Linked DNA regions of Mus musculus: regions 2, 3 and 4 are each linked to region 1. Evidence: chromatin contacts called from public HiChIP or PLAC-seq and promoter capture Hi-C data. All regions are on one chromosome and are shown on one strand. The core of a region is the stretch at or near the end of the contact, and the rest is flanking DNA. Distances in the headings are between cores, read along the strand shown. Region 1 holds the start of Hspa5 (heat shock protein 5). Region 2 holds the start of Niban2 (niban apoptosis regulator 2). Region 3 holds the start of Zbtb34 (zinc finger and BTB domain containing 34). Region 4 overlaps Mvb12b (multivesicular body subunit 12B).

What was found. Promoter capture Hi-C pulls out the DNA fragments that hold promoters and counts their contacts. HiChIP or PLAC-seq counts read pairs in DNA pulled down with a chosen protein or histone mark.
Region 2: an HNF4G HiChIP or PLAC-seq map of pancreatic cancer cells shows a contact between it and region 1. The contact joins the promoter of Niban2 here to the promoter of Hspa5 in region 1. A contact is called at or near these places in 1 of 39 promoter capture datasets (liver) and 2 of 115 datasets of contacts at active chromatin or transcription factors (bone marrow-derived dendritic cells and pancreatic cancer cells).
Region 3: a promoter capture Hi-C map of liver shows a contact between it and region 1, with 2.7 times the contacts expected there. The contact joins the promoter of Zbtb34 here to the promoter of Hspa5 in region 1. A contact is called at or near these places in 1 of 39 promoter capture datasets (liver) and 2 of 9 other capture datasets (adipose tissue and liver).
Region 4: a contact with region 1 is called in an H3K4me3 HiChIP or PLAC-seq map of embryonic forebrain, with 5 times the contacts expected there. The contact joins the enhancer-like site here to the promoter of Hspa5 in region 1. A contact is called at or near these places in 10 of 39 promoter capture datasets (the 3T3-L1 cell line, 3T3-L1-derived adipocytes, the C10 cell line and 6 more) and 8 of 115 datasets of contacts at active chromatin or transcription factors (the NIH/3T3 cell line, the SCID.adh cell line, astrocytes and 5 more).

The regions. Positions count from the first base shown.
Region 1 is chr2:34,769,883-34,774,846 of GRCm38.p6, reverse strand. Hspa5 (heat shock protein 5) reads right to left here and starts at 2,757. Exons shown (of 9, transcript NM_001163434.1): 1 at 2,701-2,757; 2 at 2,401-2,618; 3 at 2,057-2,288; 4 at 1,540-1,677; 5 at 914-1,026; 6 at 429-819; 7 at 75-312. The coding sequence starts at 2,525. It also overlaps a transcript of Rabepk not described here.
Region 2 is chr2:32,873,298-32,878,261 of GRCm38.p6, reverse strand. It overlaps Niban2 (niban apoptosis regulator 2), which reads right to left and starts at 2,128. Exons shown (of 14, transcript NM_146119.2): 1 at 1,858-2,128. The coding sequence starts at 1,912. It overlaps Gm13523 (a long non-coding RNA gene), which reads left to right. Exons shown (of 3, transcript XR_003954026.1): 2 at 1-15; 3 at 4,282-4,827.
Region 3 is chr2:33,429,273-33,434,236 of GRCm38.p6, reverse strand. It overlaps Zbtb34 (zinc finger and BTB domain containing 34), which reads left to right and starts at 2,913. Exons shown (of 3, transcript NM_001085507.1): 1 at 2,913-3,006.
Region 4 is chr2:33,753,672-33,758,635 of GRCm38.p6, reverse strand. It overlaps Mvb12b (multivesicular body subunit 12B), which reads left to right. Exons shown (of 10, transcript NM_175184.4): 8 at 3,591-3,646. The region is part of intron 2 of Gm52507 (a long non-coding RNA gene); the gene reads right to left. Among named protein-coding and RNA genes, the nearest start is that of Gm52507, 23 kb to the right of the region's middle. Within about 2 kb of position 2,790, at least 198 of the 459 cell types and tissues checked have an H3K27ac peak or open chromatin away from gene starts, as enhancers often do. A contact at or near this core is called in the HPC-7 cell line, the SCID.adh cell line, astrocytes and 2 more, where this site is marked.

The sequences.
Region 1 (4,964 bases), core at 1,508-4,007:
CCTACAGTTTCCTAAAGCAACAGTCCTCCCATCGAGCTACTTAAACAGATAAAGACACAGTGATAACAACCTACCTGTATCCTGATCACCAGAGAGGACACCAGCCTGGACAGCGGCACCATAGGCTACAGCCTCATCGGGGTTTATGCCACGGGATGGCTCCTTGCCATTGAAGAACTCTTTCACCAGTTGCTGAATCTTTGGAATTCGAGTAGATCCACCAACCAGAACAATTTCATCAATATCAGATTTCTTCAGATCAGAGTCTTCCAACACTTTCTGGACAGGCTTCATGGTAGAGCGGAACAGGTCCTAGCAAAAAAGAAAAGCAAGGCATGGTTACTATGGTGCTGACCACCCAGACCTTATTTAGTTATCCCAAATTCTACAGTCTAAGCGGATTCCATTAGCACTGTCAAGGAGCATACCATGTTCAGCTCTTCAAATTTGGCCCGAGTAAGGGTCTCTGAGAAGTCTTCTCCTTCGAAGAAGGACTCAATTTCAATCCTTGCTTGATGCTGAGAAGACAAGGCTCTCTTAGCCTTTTCTACCTCACGCCGGAGTTTCTGCACAGCTCTGTTGTCTTTCCTAACATCTTTACCAGTTTTCTTTTTGTACAACTTGATGAAGTGTTCCATGACCCGCTGATCAAAGTCTTCCCCACCCAGGTGAGTATCTCCATTAGTGGCCACCACTTCAAAGACACCATTGTCAATGGTGAGAAGAGACACATCGAAGGTGCCGCCACCCAGGTCAAACACAAGGATGTTCTTCTCTCCCTCTCTCTTATCCAGGCCATATGCAATAGCAGCTGCTGTACTGTGAGGATGAAGAGGAGGGAAGAAAGCTTGGTCAGGGGTTCATATTTCCCCCCCACTTGGGAATATGGTAGAGCTCTGAGTCCCATACTTACGGCTCATTGATGATCCTCATGACATTCAGTCCAGCAATAGTGCCAGCATCTTTGGTTGCTTGTCGCTGGGCATCATTGAAGTAAGCTGGTACAGTAACAACTGCATGGGTAACCTAGAAGGACAACCGTGCAATCATACTTAAAGATGATTGAAGTACATGGTGTTCTCACTTCTGTCACTCTTATCAACTAGTCAAGCCACAACAGTTTCTAAGTCAGTTTACTGCTATATCATACGCTTTTGTCATTAGAATTAAGCAGTGGTAACTCATAAAGGCTGACTAGCATATACCTTGACCTCCCACAAAACACTAAATCACTAAAAGTTAAGATTGAAAGGTTTCTGGGGCTGGTGAGATGGCTCGGCAGGTAAGGGCACTGACTGCTCTTCCGAAGGTCCTGAGTTCAAATCCCAGCAACCACATGGTGGCTCACAACCACCCATAATGAGATCTGACACTCTCTTCTGGTGTGTCTGAAGTCAGCTACAGTGAAATTATGTATAATAATAAATAAATCTTTAAAAAAAAATTGAAAGGTTTCAAACCATGAAGGCTTCCCTACACAAGTCATCGAGGGGGAGCAACAGCAATCAAACACTCAACACTGTTTCACACGTTATTCACCTTCTTTCCCAAATACGCCTCAGCAGTCTCCTTCATTTTAGTGAGAACCATGGCAGAAATTTCTTCTGGGGCAAATGTCTTGGTTTGCCCACCTCCAATATCAACTTGAATGTACGGTTTAGTTTTCTTTTCAACCACCTATGGCATAAAGTAATTTAAAGGTAATTTTTCCGAAGAGGAAACAATGACACCACAAACGATTTAAAAAAAAAAATCCATTTCCTCCCTCCCATAGCTTGATTCATCTCTGTCCCTTAGGGGGAAATCACAACTAAAACTGAGCACAGCTGTATTGTAGATAGATCGACAGTTTTAGTCTGTTTCAACTTCTAGACATTGTTAACAGTGTGTCATGTTTTATAACACACTAAAAACGACTAGATGTAAAACCGTTACATAAATTCCGAACACATTCTTTTAAGTCCTTTGAACAGTGTTTTTGGCCAAGTGGCAACCCCTAAATACTCCTATCACCCCAGCCGCCCCATTAGCATGAGAAAAAAAAAACGGGTCCGACCTTGAATGGCAAGAACTTGATGTCCTGCTGCACCGAAGGGTCATTCCAAGTGCGTCCGATGAGGCGCTTGGCATCGAAGACCGTGTTCTCGGGGTTGGACGTGAGTTGGTTCTTGGCCGCATCGCCAATCAGACGCTCCCCTTCAGGAGTGAAGGCCACATACGACGGCGTGATGCGGTTGCCCTGATCGTTGGCTATGATCTCCACGCGGCCGTTCTTGAACACACCGACGCTGACGGGGAAACCCCACAGAAAAGGAATCAGCACCTCACTTTCTCACGCTGGCCCCGGAGGCCACGCCCCACTCCTCCCCACCCCCTCCTCCTTCGACGGATACCACTTACCAGGAATAGGTGGTCCCCAAGTCGATGCCGACCACCGTGCCCACATCCTCCTTCTTGTCCTCCTCCTCGGCCCGCACCGCGCCCAGCAGCAGCAACGCCGCCGCCACCACAGTGAACTTCATCATGCCGGCGCTGAGGACCAGTCGCTCAGCAGTCAGGCAGGAGTCTTAGGAGTCCAGCAACAGGCTGTGGCCCCGAAACGCGACGACGGTTCTGGTCTGAGGGCGACAGGGGCCTCGGGGTCAGGAGGAGACACGAAGCAGACTCGGAGCAGGCCTAGCAGCAGGCCGCGGCGCTTACCTCACACACACGCAGAAGCCCAAGTGTCCAGGTCAGTGTTGTCTCGGCCAGTATCGAGCGCGCCGTCGCCGACTCGCCTTATATACCCTCCCCACAGCCCCGTCGTGGAGGCCTCCGATTGGTGAAGTCGCTACTCGTTGGAGGCCGCTGATTGGTCCATGCCACCAAGCTGGCTGCTGCCGATTCGAAGCGGCCTCCTCCGCAACTCACGTCATTGCTACGCCCCCCGGGCTGACTCATTGGCTACTGGTCATTCTTAACGGCCACCAATGAGAGGCAGCATCCGCCCTGAGCGCTGGTCCTATTGGTTCAGCAGCTGCCTGTCCTTCGGGTGACCTCTCACCCCGAGACCGTTTCCGCCGGTAACCGTTCAGGTCCTCCCCTCACGCCAGGCCCCCGGGGACTGGAGTGGGGTCTGCGTGTCAGTTCCCTCGGGGTCTCCTTTTCTGTCTCTCACTCTGAAGAAGTACGCGGCCTTTCTCCTCCTCGATTCCCCGCGTCCTGAGCTGCCCGGCCTCAGCTGTGATCGCCCTCCCCAGCCTCCACACGTTCTCGGATGTCCCAGAGTCCAGGCCCTGTTACTCGCCCGGCCTGCACGTCTCGAGCTGGGGCCTGATCTGGATTCTGCCTCGCTGAGAATCCTGGTGCTTCTCAGCTAACCGTGTTTCTCCTTCACCCCAAGGCTAGCCGTATGTGTCTTTCCAGGCCTTTCGAATCTTCCCTTTGCCGGGGTTAAGTCCCAGGATTGGCCTGGCCAATTGTAACCTATTCCCTTTCTCCGCCGCGGAGATTCAGTACTATGGTCAAACGAGCACTTTCCACCATGAGATGTATCTTTTCTTCTCTCTCTCTCTCTCTCTCTCTCTCTCTCTCTCTCTCGTAGCGCCTTATTGTTCGCTAACCTGTTCTAGCATAGCATTTCCATTTATGACACTGGTTATTATTTATAAGTCCTTCCTCTTTCCCTCTTCCTTCTTGACACCACCCTATTCGACTCTTGGAATAGGGCTGATAATGCTAAAGACGTTTAGCAGACAAAAAAGTCTTGCTGATGCTTTACTCTTTTATAATAGTATGTTGGGGGACAAACAAAACAAGTTACTACTTGAGCTTATTATGTACTTCATTGTTTTGTTTTATGTATTTTGAGAGGCATTGTACACAGGCCCAAGCTGGTCTATAACTACTGATCCTCCTATGTGTTTTCCATGTGTCATTTATTCATATTCAAGTCTTGGTACATTTTTCCCATTTTCCAGAAGAGACCATTGAGACCAAGAGCGATTAAATAGCTAGAATGGTCGATTGATAAGTGCTGAGAATATAGTTAATAACCCGGTTGATTTTACTCCATAATTTATACTATTGATTCCCACCACCACCACCCTTTTTTGTTGTTTAAAGACAAATTTCATGCACCCCCAGTCTTCAAACTGTGTAGCAAATGACTTTGAACTTCTGTTTCTTCTATCTATACCTCCCAAGTGCTGAGAACTTCAGGCATAGGCATGTACTACCATGGGACTTGCATCTATGCATGCTACACAACTGACATCTGTCTCCAGGCCTGGAGCTCAACATGTCCACCAGGCTGGCCTTGAACTCTCAGGTCCACCATCTCTGCACCCCAAGTCCTTATAGACATGCTTATGAAGGCTACTTGGGCCATTTATTACAGGCAGGAAATGACTCCAGTATTCCTATTAAATGTATTCTGAGCTTCATAAGTACACTGTGCAAATACTACTAAAACATCACACGCACAGTCACTAAAATGTTGAGCCTATGAATCAGTGTTCAGGAATTTTTTTCCTTTCTCATTCCTCAAAGATTAGTGACTCAGTCAACTCCATCCTTGCTATAGAAGTTGCATCACACAGCTCTTTCAGTCAGGCTTGTAATACTGTCATAACATTGATCTTCCTTTGGGTTGCATCAGACTAGTATTAAGATAGAATCACTAAGCCCAATCTACTGGTGCACACCTTTAGTCTCAGCACGTAGGAGGCAGAAGCAGGGGATCTCTCTGAGTTAGAGGCCAGCCTGGTTAGTACAAAGACAGCCAAGGCTACATGTTGAGACCCTACCTCAAAGGGGGGAAAAATGGAAATCACTACTTGACCACATTACAACTTCATGTCATTTCAAGCTTGTCTGTATATATATTACAGCAGTCAGTTTACACTAAAATCAAATTTCAGTTTCATCCTGTCTCTCTTTTTTTTTAAAAAAGATTTATTTATTTATTTTATGTAAGTACACTG
Region 2 (4,964 bases), core at 879-3,378, 1.9 Mb after region 1:
GTGTTTGGAGGAAAGGTAAGCAGGTTGAGTGGGCACAACCCTATTCTCCCCAGCCTGTATCCACAAAACAAACTCAGCCCTCTCCGGAAGGGGCCACTCCACCGTCCCCTGGCTTCGGTCCCCTGGCTTCGGCTCCACTCAGGGAGTTGGCCAGGAGGTCAGGGGTGGGTTCTCAGCCTAAGACTTGGGAAGGTGGGAGATCTGGGTGTGGGGAAAAGAAAAAAAAAAAAAAAAAACCACTGAAGTAGGGCACACCCCACCCATGCTTGCTGAGAGCCTGAGAGGAGGCTCTGAATGGAGAGACTGTTACAGAACCCCAGGAGGTTGCCACCAACAGGGAAGGGACAGGAAGACTCCGCCCTGCCCTTCCTGAGCCCAGGCCTTGTCCTACAAGGAGGCCTTCCAGGACTTAACCCCTAGCTGTTCAGAGGTGAGAAATGGTCTATATCACCCATCCTGTCCCCAACTCCAGGCCTGGCCAAGTGACTGGATAGTCCTTCTTTGGCACCTTCTTTGTGCCCGGCCACAGTGAAGCCCTGGAAGTGGGGACACCTGCCTTATTCTAGGGTCCCTGCTATCAAGGGGAAATATAGCCAAGCACCCAACAGGACATCAAGATAATGTAGGGACACCACACTCAATGAACAGGGAGACAAATGAAACCAAAGGAACTGTCTCCTCTTCCTGTGCTCTGATAAACCCAGCTGGTTGGCACGCCAGGTCTCAGGGCCTCCTGTACTAAGCAAAGCTCACTAAGCTCTCAGCAGCCATCCCAAGAAGTCAACACCCGCCCCTTAGGAAGGCAACACCGAAGCTCTTGGACATTGTGACTGGCTCAAGCAGGGCAGTGGTGCCCCAGGCCTTTAATCCCAGCACTTGGAAGGCAGAGGCAAGTGGCTCTCTACGAATTCGAAGCCAGCCAGGTCTACAGCCACAACTACATGGTGAGACCCTGGCTGGGAAAACCAAAACAAAAGAGACTGGCTCAGGATCACACACTTGGGAGAGAAGCTGAAATTACATTCAGGACCGCCAGGCCTGACTTGCCTGTGGTCAGCCAAGCTTTGTTTTGGGATAGCCTGAGATTCTCACCCCATCTCCCACTCCCTACAATGAGCCCAGGATCCTGCACTCCACAGACTTGGGAGCAACTCCCTCTAGAGAAGTGTCCACCGCGCAGTGACAGGCTGAGAGCAAGGCTGGCAGAAGGAAGGTACTGAGAGGTACTGAGAGACTGAACTCTGGCTCTGAGAGAACCAGCTCTGGCCATAAACAGACCCCCTAGGCTGTAGTGCCAGCACTCTGCTGAGGTAAAGCCCAAAGACAGGGACCCGCCCCTTCAAGGGCACCCCATCTCTCCTTAGCCCCACTCTCCACATTCGGTCCCCGGCTCTCTAAGGGCCCATCCCCCTGTAAGCTTCAGCCACGTGTACCCGGACTGAGGCCAGGGCGAGGAGGAACAAGGCAGCTGAGGGGGGAGTCTGGAAGGTCTGACTCTGTGGGGCAGAGTCCAGAGTAGAGGTTAGGCTTGGAACGTTGTTGGGAAAGATGGGGGGCGCGACCCCTCCGCCACGCCTGTAAGTGCATGGTTCTGGCCAGGCTGGGCTCCAAGGGGAGCAGTGGGATCCAGTAGAGAAATGGGATCCCAGGCTCCTCAAAGGGTGAAAGGAGCATACAGAAGGGCCTGGAAGGGCCGTCCAGACCGAGAGAGAACAAGTTCGGAGGAAGAGTAAGGGTCTGGCCGGCTCTCGTCCCGACCTGGGCCTTGACTCTCGAGTACCGCTCCCCATGAGATCGGAGGCGTGGCCCGGGGTGCCCGGGGAGCCCCAGGCCGGCCGGGCGCTGAGCGGTGCTCACCTGCGATGTGCTGGCGCCGTGCGTCATCCAGGTGTGTGGACAGTACGTCTCCCATGGCGAGGAGAAGACGCGGCCGGATCCGCCCGCCGCTACTCAGACTGACGCCGCTGGCGCCATGGAGTCCGCAGGCCCCGCTGCCGCCGTCGCCCCGCAGCCCCGCTGCCGCCTCGGCTGCTCTCTCTGCGCTCCCACCGAGATCCCCACCGCGTCCCTCCCTCCGGCCGCTGCTGCCTCTCTAGCCCGCGCCCAAGCCCCGGCGCCCGCCCCGCCCCGCCCCGCCAGGCCAGGCCAGGCCACGCCCCTGTCGGAGCCACGCCCTCCTCTCCAGTCCAAGGCGGGAGGGGACCTCCAGACAGCGAGGAGACTTAGACAAAGAGAAGATCCCCAGAAAGGAGACCCGGGACGGACCTGCTTGGTGTGCTTCAAATTCAGATAGCAGCGAAGAAAAGGCTGATGGGGGTATCGCAGAAAACGGAGAGCCCTTGGGGCTGTAGCCTAAGCGTCTCCTCTCCCCTCCTCAAGCCGAGGACAATGTAGGGACTACAAGGGGACGCCGGGACGGACGTGTGGGAATTCAGCATTCCTCCTGCCCCCTTCCCCCAGTCTCGCCCACAGCTGCTTGCACTGGGGAAGTCCCCTAGCCTTGATCGGACCTGTCCTAGAAGGTGTGCCAACCCGTCTTGCACAATAGATAGGGGTAGACGGGGAGGGAAAATGGACAAGTATGGGGTGGAAGACTGAGGGACAAGGGAGGGGAAGAGATGGGGCGGGGGGTGCGGGGGGACATGGTTAGAGCTCAAAGATATCATCAAGAGGTCATTCCTCAGGCCCGGCTCGTGGGCGTTTCATTCGAAGGAGGCTTGCTGAACAGAGCAAAGCAGGAAGGCTATTTTTGCACTTTGTTAGACTGTCTGAAATGAAAAGCCGGGACCTCGGACTCTGGGTACTTGTACAGTAGGGCTGGGCATGGGTAGGTAACTAACAGAAGGTGTTTCGGTTTCTGGACCTCCCAAGCCGGTAGAGGAGACTAATTTGATGACTTGGTCTGCACTGCCTGTGTGACCAGGGCTGGCTGTGTTGCTGCTCCCTCACACCTCTTGGCTCACCACTATAATGCGCTCCACCAGTTATTAGCTGCTCTCCCTGTAACCCTGACACCTGGCAGCAGGATTGTAACAGTTACCTATAACTAGGCACCTGTCTTGTAGGCCTGTCACCACCACACCAGGTGATGCAGACTCTCTGTCATGCTTTCCATCAGCAGTCAGCCACTGTGGTGAACACTCATTTGCTAAGCCTCCTGCAAGATGCTGTGCTTAAGTGTAGGGGTGCATGCAGTAGGGAGGACAGATCTGAGGCTGTGGGGCTGGCGAGACGGCTTAGCTTAGCGGTAAGAGCTCTTACTACTCTTGCAAGAGCACTCCGGTCCTTTCCTGGCACCCACATCAGGCAGTTCACAAATGCCTATAACTACATTTCCCGGGTATCTGACTACTACTTCTGCCTCTACAAGCTACTATACTCACCTGGGGTGAATAAATTCATGCAGGAAAACACATGTACATATAAACAAATAAATGATAAGATGTTGAGGTCAGCCTAAACAAGCTGCAAAGCAAGTTTGAGGCCAGTCTAAGACACATAGGAAGACCCTCTTTCAAAAGTTCAATGGCTAAACTGGACAACTAGTGGTGCTCTCGTCTTTAACCCAGCACTCAGGAGGCAGAGGTAGGTGGAGCTCTTGAGTTCGAGGCCAGCCTGATCTACAGAGGGAGTTCTAGGACAGCCAGGGCTACAGAGAGAGACCCTGTCTAGAAAACATGCACACAAACATATACAGGTTTGTGTGCACACACACACATACACATGCACACACACAAGCTACCTATCCTCTATGACCCTGGACAAGTGCATTCCTTGTTGAGCTCAGTCCCCTCACCTGTCAAGTCAGAGTAATGATACTTTGTGGGGAGGCTAGGAAGAGAGAGAGTGCCTACCATAGACAGTCACTTTCTCAATAAACAGAAATGTTGTTCTGGTCCCTGCCCTCCTGAAGTCTGAGGGAGGGAACAGAACATTGTGTTATGAGGACAGTGATTTAAGCACAGTACCAGAGCTGAAAGTTGAAAAACGAGAATTGTGACAGCATGTAGCAAGGAAAGGCCACTCAGGGAGCGGGGCCCACACAGGCAAAGGGCAAGCCTGAGAAAAACAGGATGTGTTCAGAGTCACCAGGAGGAATTGGAGGCAGGCTGGCAGAGATTTTCAGTTTCCTTGTGCAGAGGTGGGCCAGAGAAGGAAAGCGACTTTTGTCCAAGTCTCACAGTAGGGACCCAGGGCCATCACAGTTGACCCTGAATGTCACTTCTCTGGGCTGCCTGAAGCAAGTGATGCTAATAAGCTCATTTTTCTCCTTTCCCTCAGCCTCAACTACAGAACCTAGAAAGGTCTGTGCTGCCTGGGGAAAGGACAGCAAGAGCCAGCTGGGCCCCACCACGACCTGACCGGCTCCTCAGCCAAGCTAGAGGCCTGGGCCAGGTGGAGGACAGTGACTGGTAGCCTGTCCCTAGCCTTCATGGTACACCCAGGCCCAGAGCCTGGGGCACATAAACTTCCCAGAACACATGTCAGGTCCCTGGCACAAGGACCCTTTCCTCTTGGCTTAAAACTCTGTTGTCTGCCATTCAACTACCCCGAGCTCCCATGACCTCAAAAGTGGGAAAATTCTACCTGGTGGTGGTGGTGGTGGTGCATGCCTCTAATCTCAGCACTCAAGAGGCAGAGGCAGAGGCAGGTGGATCTCTGAGTTCGAGGCCAGCCTGATCTGCAGAGTGAGTTCCAGGACTGCCAGGGCTATACAGAGAAACCCTGTCTCGAAAAACCAAAAAAAAAAAGAAAAGAGAGAAGAGAAAAGAAAAGAAAAGCCAGCAAAAATAAAAATGAAAAGGTTCTGTAAACTGTAGGGTGCTGTACCTGCATGTCACCTCTGGTCTTGAAATCTGTCCCTAACAATTGTAGATTGGATACACTCAGAAACATTGACTGTATAAATAAATAAATAAATAAATAAATAAATAAGGAAGCTGGGCGGTGGTAGTGCACATTTT
Region 3 (4,964 bases), core at 1,664-4,163, 1.3 Mb after region 1:
CTATGTTGAAATAGTTGGGGGTGGGGAGAAAATCCTTTCTTTCTCTTTCCTTCCTTCTTCCTTTTTTTTTGTTTCTCTGGTTTTTTTTTTTTTTTTTGTTGTTGTTGTTTTTTGTTTTTTTCAAGAGAGGGTTTCTCCGTGTAGTCGTGGTTGTCCTGGATCTCTCTCTGTAGACCAGGCTGGCCTGGAACTCAGAAAGATCTTCTTGCCTCTGCCTCCCTAATGCAGGGATTAAAGATGTGCACAGCCATCACCTCCCCGCTTTATTTTATTTTTACAAGCTTGTTTCTTGCTGATCAAGAATATTTATTGTACCAGGTGTGGTGGTGCACTTCATTAATCCCACCATTCTGGAGGCAGAGGCAGTTGGGTCTATGAGTTTGAGGCCAGCCAGAGATACATCTCGTGAGACACTGTTTGGGAGCTTGGGGGGAGTGAGAATATTTAAGTATAGTTACATCCTATAACCCAGATTTGAAGCTGAGATGGAGTACCTGGATTTCCCAGTATTATTGCTGCCTCTTCTGATGGACAGGCCAGTATTAAGTGCCTTGCCTCAAAATTAGCCTGAGAGCTGAATGCTGCTTTGGTCCTGGGCCTGCCTCTCTCTTAAACCATAATATTCTCTACGGACTTTTTTTTTTTAAAGATTTACTTATTGTATGTATGTATGTATGTGAGTCCACTGTCTCTGCCTTCAGACACACCAGGAGAGGGTACCTACCAAGTCCCATTATAGATGGTTGTGAGGCACCATGTGGTTGCTGGGAATTGAACTCAGGACCTCTGGAAGAGCAGTCAGTGCTCTTAACCATCAAGCCATCTCGGTGGACACTCTACAAATCACACCCCACCCCCAGCATTACCATTTAACAGAAGAGAAGCTCCAGGTCAGAATTACCACCTGTCTCCATCACACAGGCGGTGAGTGTGTGTGCCAGAGGTAGGCCTCCAAAGAAGAGAGAGCTATCTGGCTAAGTGTGTGTGTGTGTGTGTGTGTGTGTGTGTGTGTGTGTGTGTGTAAGTTTGTGTTCATTCAACTCCTCCCCAGAGTCAGCATTGTGAAGGAACTCTCACATAATGTGAGGTTCTAGAAGTAAGTGGACATCTTGGATCTGTTAAGAGTCAGGCTCCCCCTGCTGGTCTACTACTGCTTATGTAGGAGGCAGGTGGATGGAACACAGCAGGTGTCCATCCTGATGAGAAAGTCCTGTGTGCCCTCTAAGGACGCCAACATTTGCCCACATAGATATCGGTCTGGTCATATAAGACTGCAGGGTGAGCCGGGCAGTGGTGGTGCACGCCTTTAATCTCAGCACTTGGGAGGCAGAGGCAGGTGGATTTCTGAGTTCGAGGCCAGCCTGGTCTACAGAGTGAGTTCCAGGACAGCCAGGTCTATACAGAGAAACCCTGCCTTGAAAAACAAACAAACAAACAAACAAAAGACGCCCAAGTGGTCTGGTATGAAATAGTAAGGGTAGATAGATGGTCAGTCCTTTAAGACATTTGGCAGGAAGGCCAAATCCTTAACATTTTAGACTCCATTGTCCTTAACACATGCAAGCACTGTCACCGTCGAGAAACCAGATTGTTACCCACACATTCAATAAGAATCAGTTAAAATGATGAGCCCCAGCCGGGTGTGGTGACGCACGCCTTTAATCCCAGCACTCGGGAGGCAGAGGCAGGTGGATTTCTGAGTTCGAGGCCAGCCTGGTCTACAGAGTGAGTTCCAGGACAGCAGAGCTACACAGAGAAACCCTGTCTCGAAAAACAAAAAAAAAAAAAAAAAAAAAAAAAGATGAGCCCCCAGGCTGGGTTCACAGGGAAACAGAATCTCATTGCTGTGGACATTGTGAACAAGCCCAGACTTCCTGCCCGAGGTAGTCTGTTTTGTTTTGCTTTTTCTTCTTCTTTTTAGCTGTTCCTTTTTATTGTATGTGCTGGGTGTTTTGTCTCCATGTATGTGTGGGTACCACGTACATGCTTAGTGTTGGGAGAGGCCAGAAAAGGGCGTTGGATCTCTAAAACAGGAGTTATAGACAGATTGAGGCCTGACATGTGGTGCTGAGAATTGAACCTAAACAGTCAGCTGTCTTTTTAAATTAGATATTGTCTTCATTTACATTTCAAATGCTATCCCAGTCAGCAGTCTTAACTGCTGAGCCATCTCTCCAGCCTGTGGGTTCTTGTATTATTATTATTTGGTTTTTCGAGACAGGGTTTTTCTATAGACCTGGCTGTCCTGGAACTCACTCTGTAGACCAGGCTGGCCTTGAACTCAGAAATCTGCCTGCCTCTGCTTCCCAAGTGCTGGGATTAAAGGCGTGTGCCACCACTGCCCGGCTGGGATCTTGTTTTAAAGCCAGATAGCCTTCTTTTTGCAGAAGAGAAAAGCTGCCCAGGTAGTTGGGCATGGGGACTCACACTTGTAGTGTAATCCTGGGTACACAGATCTGTTTGAGTTGAAGGCCAACCTTATATATATAGTGGAATTCTGTTTTTTAAGACCTTGTCTCAAGGCAAGACCCTAAAATAATAAAAATAGAAATAAAGAACTTAAAAAGCATGGCTTAGCAGGTCGTAGGTGTGGGGCTTTCCACAGGCTTAGGGTCCGGGTGCACACGGTCGAGTCCTGCTCCGGCCAGCAGGTGGAGCCAAGGAGAAGGCGGGCGGAAGGCCACGGGCCGCAGAGTCGGGATTTCAGGCTCCAAACCCGGGTTGCTGTTCAGCTACCCGCCCGTCTACTGGTCGGCCTGCAGCACTAGCCAGGAGCTGGGATTCCGACCGGCCCGCCGCGAGAAGTCCGGCCATATCGACACCCGCCCGGGTCCGCGCCTGCCCGGAAGCGCGGGCGCCGAGGGGGCGGGGCCTGGAAGCGCTTCCGGGGGCGGGGGGCGCGGGCAGGGGCGGCAGCGGGAGCGGCGGGGAAGGGCCTGGCGCCGGCGGCGGCGGCGGCGGAGGGGGCGCCGCGGGCGGGCGATGTGAACGCGGCGCGCGGCCCAGGTGAGGCTGGCGGGCTGCGGGCAGAGGCGGCAGGGTCGGGGCGACCCGTGGGGCGGCTGTCCGACCTCCCCCGTGAGCGCGGCGGGACGGGGGAGAGGCTGCCTGGTCAGTGTCGGGGCCGGCCGGGCGGGGTCTTGAGGCCCGGGCACCTGCCGGAGGCCAGGCGCTTGGCCCCGAGGGGTGGCGACCCGGGGCAGCTGCCCTGCACCCCTCCAGCCTCCGCCCCGGGCGGCTCGCTCTCCCTCCCGTACCGAGGGGTCTTAGTGACCGTTGTCCCCGGAGAGCCAGGCCCGGTTTGCGGGGGTCAGCGGGAGGCTGCCCAGGAGCCGCTGCCTCTGGCCATCGCCGTGTGCCAGGTAAACAGGCGGCGCGTGTTAAGCTTGGCCTGGGTGGTCTGCGTGGCCACTGGCGCAGGGCTGAGGACGGACTGGGGAGGGGGCGTGTTAAAATACTGCTCGCCTAGGCCAGGTGACTGTTAGGGGGCTACTCAATTCTGGGACGCCCCATCTTGAGGTTTTCAGCAAGTCTTTCCCATTCCATGCTGGGCCTCAGTTTCTCCATGTAAGAACTGAGAGTTTAGATGAACTCCCTACAGACCTCTCATGCTGTGAATATCTGACATTGCAAGGTCTATGCCTGGTTCAACACGCTGGGCAGTTCTACCGATGTCTCCCCCTCCACTCCAGATGTAGACTTTTTAACCACTTCGTGCACTTTGCCTCGGGGAGGTTTAAAATGATTCCCAGAAGGGTTTTCTTGGAAATAGCTTTACTGATCCTTCATCGTTCCTTGCTGCCGTCCGTAGTTTTCCCGTGGAGCGTTTTGCATGCAAACATTTTGCTGTCCGTATTTGCCCATTCTCTCTTTGTTCCCTAGTCTAGGCTGTTTTTGCTTCACATCTGGATTATTGCAACAGCTTCTTAGTTGGTCTCTGACTCCAGAGGTTTCACCCTCCCCCATCCTTCCTTTATGCTAACGCCAAACTTAGTGTAGGAAGTTTAAAAAAAATAGTAGAGTGCTTGCTTAGTAAAAGTCAAAATGCAGTTGAGTGGTGGACGAAAGGAGTTGAAGGTACAGTGAGTCTCCAAGGCTTTACAGTGGGTGTTCAGACATTGCCTGTGACTAGGTGATGTCTGTGACACAAGGCCACGTCCCGTGGAATTCAGCAGGAGAGGTATAGGTCAGCGAAGGGTGGTACTTGAACTGTGTGTTAAAGGGGAGTAGGATTCAGATAGGGAAAAAAGGATCCTATGGAGTTAGTGATTAGTGCAGCTTCCTGGCCGAGGAGGGGTAAGATGGGAGAGGAGGCGTAGGAAAGGTTGATTAGGCTTGGTTCCTGAAAGATCTTGAACACTAGGCCAAAGTTGAAACTATTCTAAAGGCAGGCATATTCCAAGAAGAGACCAGGGTTGCTAGAGGTGGAAGGAATAGAGGCTAGGACATAGGAATAGTGAGCTAGGGGGCCATGGCAGTCAGAGCCATGTTGAGAGCTGAACAGTGAGTATCCTTTCTGCTTGCTTCACGCTGTCCAGTCTTTGCTACTTCTCCAACCCCCTTTCAAGGGTCTCCACGGTTTGGCTTTTTCCCTCTCACCTGAACCTAACCTTTTTTTGGCCTCTGTTCTCCAAGTTTGGCCAGCTTAGGACTGCCTGTAGGGCTGTTCCAGGCCTCTGAGCGAGCACATTCTCCATTTCACTTCCTTCAAGCCCCTGCTGAAGATACACTTCCTCCAGAGGGTGTTCCCTCACCGCCCTACCCCCATGCCTTTGTGGCACTGGGACTCCAGAGCAAGCTTGCTTGGTTATCGAGCTTGTCCTGGCGCAGCCAGAGCAGGAGTTTTGTGTGAAGGCACAGCATGTATGGTAATGCTTCTTTCAGACTTATGCTTGCTGCCTCATGCTGGAACTGGAGATTTGAGAATAGTTCCTCGTGTGGCTCCTGATTTTTGTTGGTAAACA
Region 4 (4,964 bases), core at 1,541-4,040, 1.0 Mb after region 1:
AGGACAGAGATGATTTATGAGCAGTCTTGGGGATCACATGAAAAATGGGTGCCATCCTTTTAAGGATTATGCTTGCCAAACCTCTGAATAGTTTCATATATGGAAGGCCATCCAGCTAAGGCTCCTAGGAGTGGATGCTGTTGAATCAGAAGGCACCTTATCTCCTACAGCTAAACGCTGCAATGCAGAGTCCCTACCCAGTCTCCCAGCAAGCAAACAGCTCTGCTTGTTGGCTCTGCCCTGTGCATCTGCCTAAGAGGACAGTGGGGTCCCCTGAACTATGATCGGTCTGGGCAGCCCTTCACCCTATAGCTGCAGCTTCCTAGCAGATATGAGCCTTCACCCACCTCAGGCCTTCTCTTATCTAGGCAGGAGCCCACTCTGCCTGTTTCCCATGTCTCAAATGCAGGGCTGGCTTGCTAGGCAGGGTCCCACCTCCTGGAGCAGCCGACCTGACTCCGCCTCTCCATTTCCTTTTGGGGTTAGTTTAGGGTCCCATGATGTCCTCCCTCTCTTCAAGGCTCTCAGGATGATCATAAAAGAATACCATGCTAGCACGAGGTGTCACTCTCAAGCTCGGAGCAGACCAAGTGGACCCAGATTCTGTGGCCATGCTGTGGCACTGTGGCCTTGAGAGGGGCTCCTGTCATGCTCAGTAGTCAAATCACCGTGATGCGTCCAGTAAGCAGTGATGCAGTAAGCCAGTTCCCTGTTGCTACTCTGCACGTTTTCCATTCGTCCTGCTCAGCTGGACCTAAACCTCAAGGTGTTGACAGACCCTGGTAAATCCCATGCTCTGGTGTAGCCCAAACGCCAGCATTCTGAGCCCTTCACTGTTAGCCAACTAGCAAGCATTCACTAAGTTCCCACTGACACTTCACTTAAACGCCCATGTGTTTCTTTTCCAACATTGGGTGGTGTCCTGATCCACTCCACAGCAGTTGCTTAATCCGCTTCTCTAGTGCCTAGGCTATGTCACATGGAAGGGGGCTATGCCACTTGTGGAAGCCTGCTGACAACTTTGTGTGTCATTTCCCTCCTCCTGCCTTCATGCCATTGTGGGGCTCAAACTCACGTTGTAGAATTTGTGCAGCAAGCACCTTTACCCACTGAGCCCCATCTCAGTAACCCCTACTAGACTTTTTAAAAAGATTTATCTATTTTGTGTGTATGAGCGTTTTGCCTACATGCCTGTCTTTGAACCACATACATACAGTATTCATGGAAGCCAGAAGAGGGTGTCCATCCTCTGGAACTGGAGTTAAAGGTGGTTGTGAGCTATCTGGGAATGGAACACATTGTCCTCTGCAGGAGAAGCCAGTGCTCTTAACCACTGAGCCATCTCTCCATTCCCCCTGCCCCTCAACACACACACACACTCACACTCACTAGATTTTTATAATGGAATTTGGTCAGTTTGTATGGCCTGGGGGGTCACATCTGCTTCAGGGTGCCCTGTGCTGTTAGGAGCTCTGTGCTGTTCTTGAGCCTCTCCCCTGTAGCAGATGGGCTAAGATGTAGTGTCCTGTAGTGCATGCGAGCTGTGTGTGACTGCCCAGCCTCCTATTGTAAGTCCCCACCTCAGTCACTTTACCAAATGCCTCCTTGCAGTCAGGTCCGGGCACAAGGGGCTTACATCTCTGCCACCAGCATCCTGGTGGCCACCATCGTGCGGCCTTACGTTTCTTACAACATGAAACACTCTCCCCTCCGACAGCCAGTAGGCTGCAGAGCTCCCTTAAGGCTGCGGGTGAGGACTTCACTATAGAAGTTGGTACAGAGAAGCTCCGTTTGCTCTGCACAGGGGCAGGAGCAGTAATCTGCATGCTCCCTTACCCATGTGTAGGTGAAATTCTGTTGTCCTTGTCCAAGTCTCATAAGTCAAGGCTTCTAAGTTACTCCTTCCTCCCTGATTGACCTCGGGAGGCTCCAAACTCTGGAGCTCTGCTTGGCCATCTCAAAAAACGATCAGAAGTGGCACGGGGCCCTGCAAGCATCTGAGGCCATAGCACGCAAATGCTGTGTGGAGTGAACAGAAGCTTAGAGCTTACATTGGATGGTTGGTGGCAGGCTGGTATGGCCTCTCTCTGCATGTTGATGGGACTTGCCTGCCTCCCTCTCTGACAAGCTTGTGGCTTTCCAAGGATTCTTCATTGGTGGGACTATGTGTGTTGTGGCAGATTCTCAGGTGGTGCTAGGATGTCACAACGTGGGCCCTCCTTCCTGTGTTAATATCACAAACCTGTGACATTAGCCTTCTCTTCTGGGTTCTAGGGCCCAGCTGCAGTGGGAGATGGCCCCTGCCACAGGTGTTTGTTGAGCATGGAAAGCTCACACAGGAAGTAGCCCATAGAGAGAGGGCCCAGAGTGCAGGCCGGCCCTCTTCCCTGTGGTCATTATGGACACAGCCTAACATACATGTATAGCCCATCACAGCAGACACTGGACCGGGTTTCATCCCTTCCTCCCGCGTTCTTTTTTCTACTTCTACTTTTCCTCTTCCCCAGCCCTGAAAGCTGGCCCCAGTGTTTGAATACCAGGGAAGCCTTCATTTTAGGAAACATTTGGGGGTGGGGTGCACAATGTCCACTCCAAAATCACAGTCTACAACAAACCACCCTCTTACTGCAGGCTGCAGGTCCCTGCACTAAGGGCCAGATCTGGACACTGAGTTTTGCCTCAGCTCAGTCAGCAGCCGGGTTCTCTGTTCACGGGTGACACTGTGAGGGCCTGCACCACATGTTCCTCCTCTGTGGCAATACTGCCACCAGTTTGGCGGTGGAGATCTAGACACAGATGGATTGCAAGGCACATGGTACATACAGGAAGGAAGTGGCTTCCCAGGCCCCGCACTTCTCTCACACAGGCTGCTTGGTCCACATCCTTCCTCATGTCCTATGGAAACTAAGCACAGGGGCAAGTCTTAATTCAGCCCTGAAGCCATGACAAAGAATCAGTGACTGTGAGCACGTGTTGTAGTCCCCCCCCCCCCGCCCCTCCCACATACACACTGAGCTCACTCTTCCAGGCCTGGGCACATTCCCTGCAGACTCAGAGCACACACCTCCCTGCCATTAGCCAAACGTCTTTTATACATGACTTCAGATGCTCACTGCAAGTCCAGGCCAGGACTCAGGCCTAGCCATCTGACCACCGAACTACTTGTCTTTCCATGGAGGCCAATGAGCACCCAACACCACCCAGGGGATCTGTGGCTTGGCCAAGAAAATGAACAAAAACATGCCTCTGCCAGCTTCCTCCCACTCACGCACCACTTCTTCCTGCTGTCATCATTTATGATATAGGTCAGACTCCCGGCCCAGGGTAGGAAAGGGCTTCCACACCAGCCCTGGGCATACCCTGACTGACTGCCTATACTCAGAGGAGTCGTGCAGACATCTGCATCTCTGGGTCGGATGTAGTCACTGAGAACAGGGGACACCCTGTCCTGTCCCACTCTAGCTCCCAGCCACGTGCCCTGGGTAGCAGCTGCCTCCAGCCAGATGCTCACTGGTCCTCTGTACTTGCATCTAAGAGTCTTGGACAGCAACCATGTCTTGAGTGCCTTCCTCTCCTCTCTTCTCTTGCAGCAATGGATGGTGTGCCTTTTATGATTTCAGAGAAGTTTTCCTGCATTCCAGAAAGTGTAAGTTTTATGTATGACCCCCTCCTCCTCTCCCACCCCAACCTGAAATCCTGTAGCTTCCGTGTACATGAGCTACGCTTAGCTATGTCTAGCTGGCCCGCCGGCTGGCTGAGACTGGGTCTCACAATGCAGCCCTGCTGGCCTAGCTTTGTGCACCAAGCCAGCCTTGTCCTTGCAGAGATGCATCTGCCTCTGCCTCCTGAGAGCTAAGATTAAAACATGCACTGCCCAGGCTTAATGGGTTTTCTTGAGACATAGAGCTCTGGCTGGTCTGGCACTCACTATACAGATCAGGCTGTCACTGGACTCAGAGATCTCCTCCCTAGTGCTGTGCCACCACATGTGGCCTTGATTTTTCTTCATGGTGATGGAGTTGGCCGTAGTTCCCACTGTCATTGCTGTATTCTGTGTGCACACTGCATGCTCCACTATGGCACGGAGGGCCAATGCCTCTGCCTATACTTTGCCCACATTGAGCCCTAAGCCCTCCTGAATGGTAGAGGGTTGGGTAAGCCAGCCAAGAGCAGAGGCCAGTAGCCAGACCATGAGCAGTGCCAGCCACAGCCAGGGCCCTGTCCTGAGCAACATCCCCTCCTGGAGTCACACCTCCGATAGTGCCTGGTCCTCAGGACACCCTTCACCCCTCTCTCAGCTATGCAAGCCTGAGGTGTGCTGGGTCACTAAACTTGTTTCTGGCTTTTATCCTTCCTGCAGAAGATTGCTTTGAGGCATCACTAAACACCACGGCCCTAGTTTGGCCCAGCTAAAGACCCCTTCAGTGTTTTTCTTGGACCCAGTTTAAAACCACCCGGCTGGCGATCCAACCTGCTCTGTTGTTTCCATTTTTATGAAATATAATAGGCCTCCTCTGAACCCTTCTGGTAAGCGCTTAATCTTGAAAAATGCTCCTGACGTGACACAGGAAGCCTGAGGAACTTCAGCGGAGCCACTTGGCTGTGTTGCCATGGAGACGCTGGCACTCTCCCCCATGCTCCCTGGGAGAGGCTGCTCTGCCCTGCTCACCAGCTCCAGTTGAGAAAGTTTAGTGGAATAGTTAGAGCCTAATGATGCAACAGCTGGACCTCTGCTGGCTCCTGGGCCAGGCGGGCAGGCAGCCCCGTCCTCACACCACGCAGGCTGGCGTCTCCAGCACAGCCAAACTGTTTTGTGGCTACTGGTAGCACAGCCCCAGGAGCTCAGGGTCTAATTTGGTGGCCCTGTCCCAAGTTCGCCCTCACAAATATGTTGCTGCCAATTCAGCGGAGCACTCAAGGCCCCGGATGCAGGCCAAGCTCAGCGTTAAGCTCTTCCAAGCACT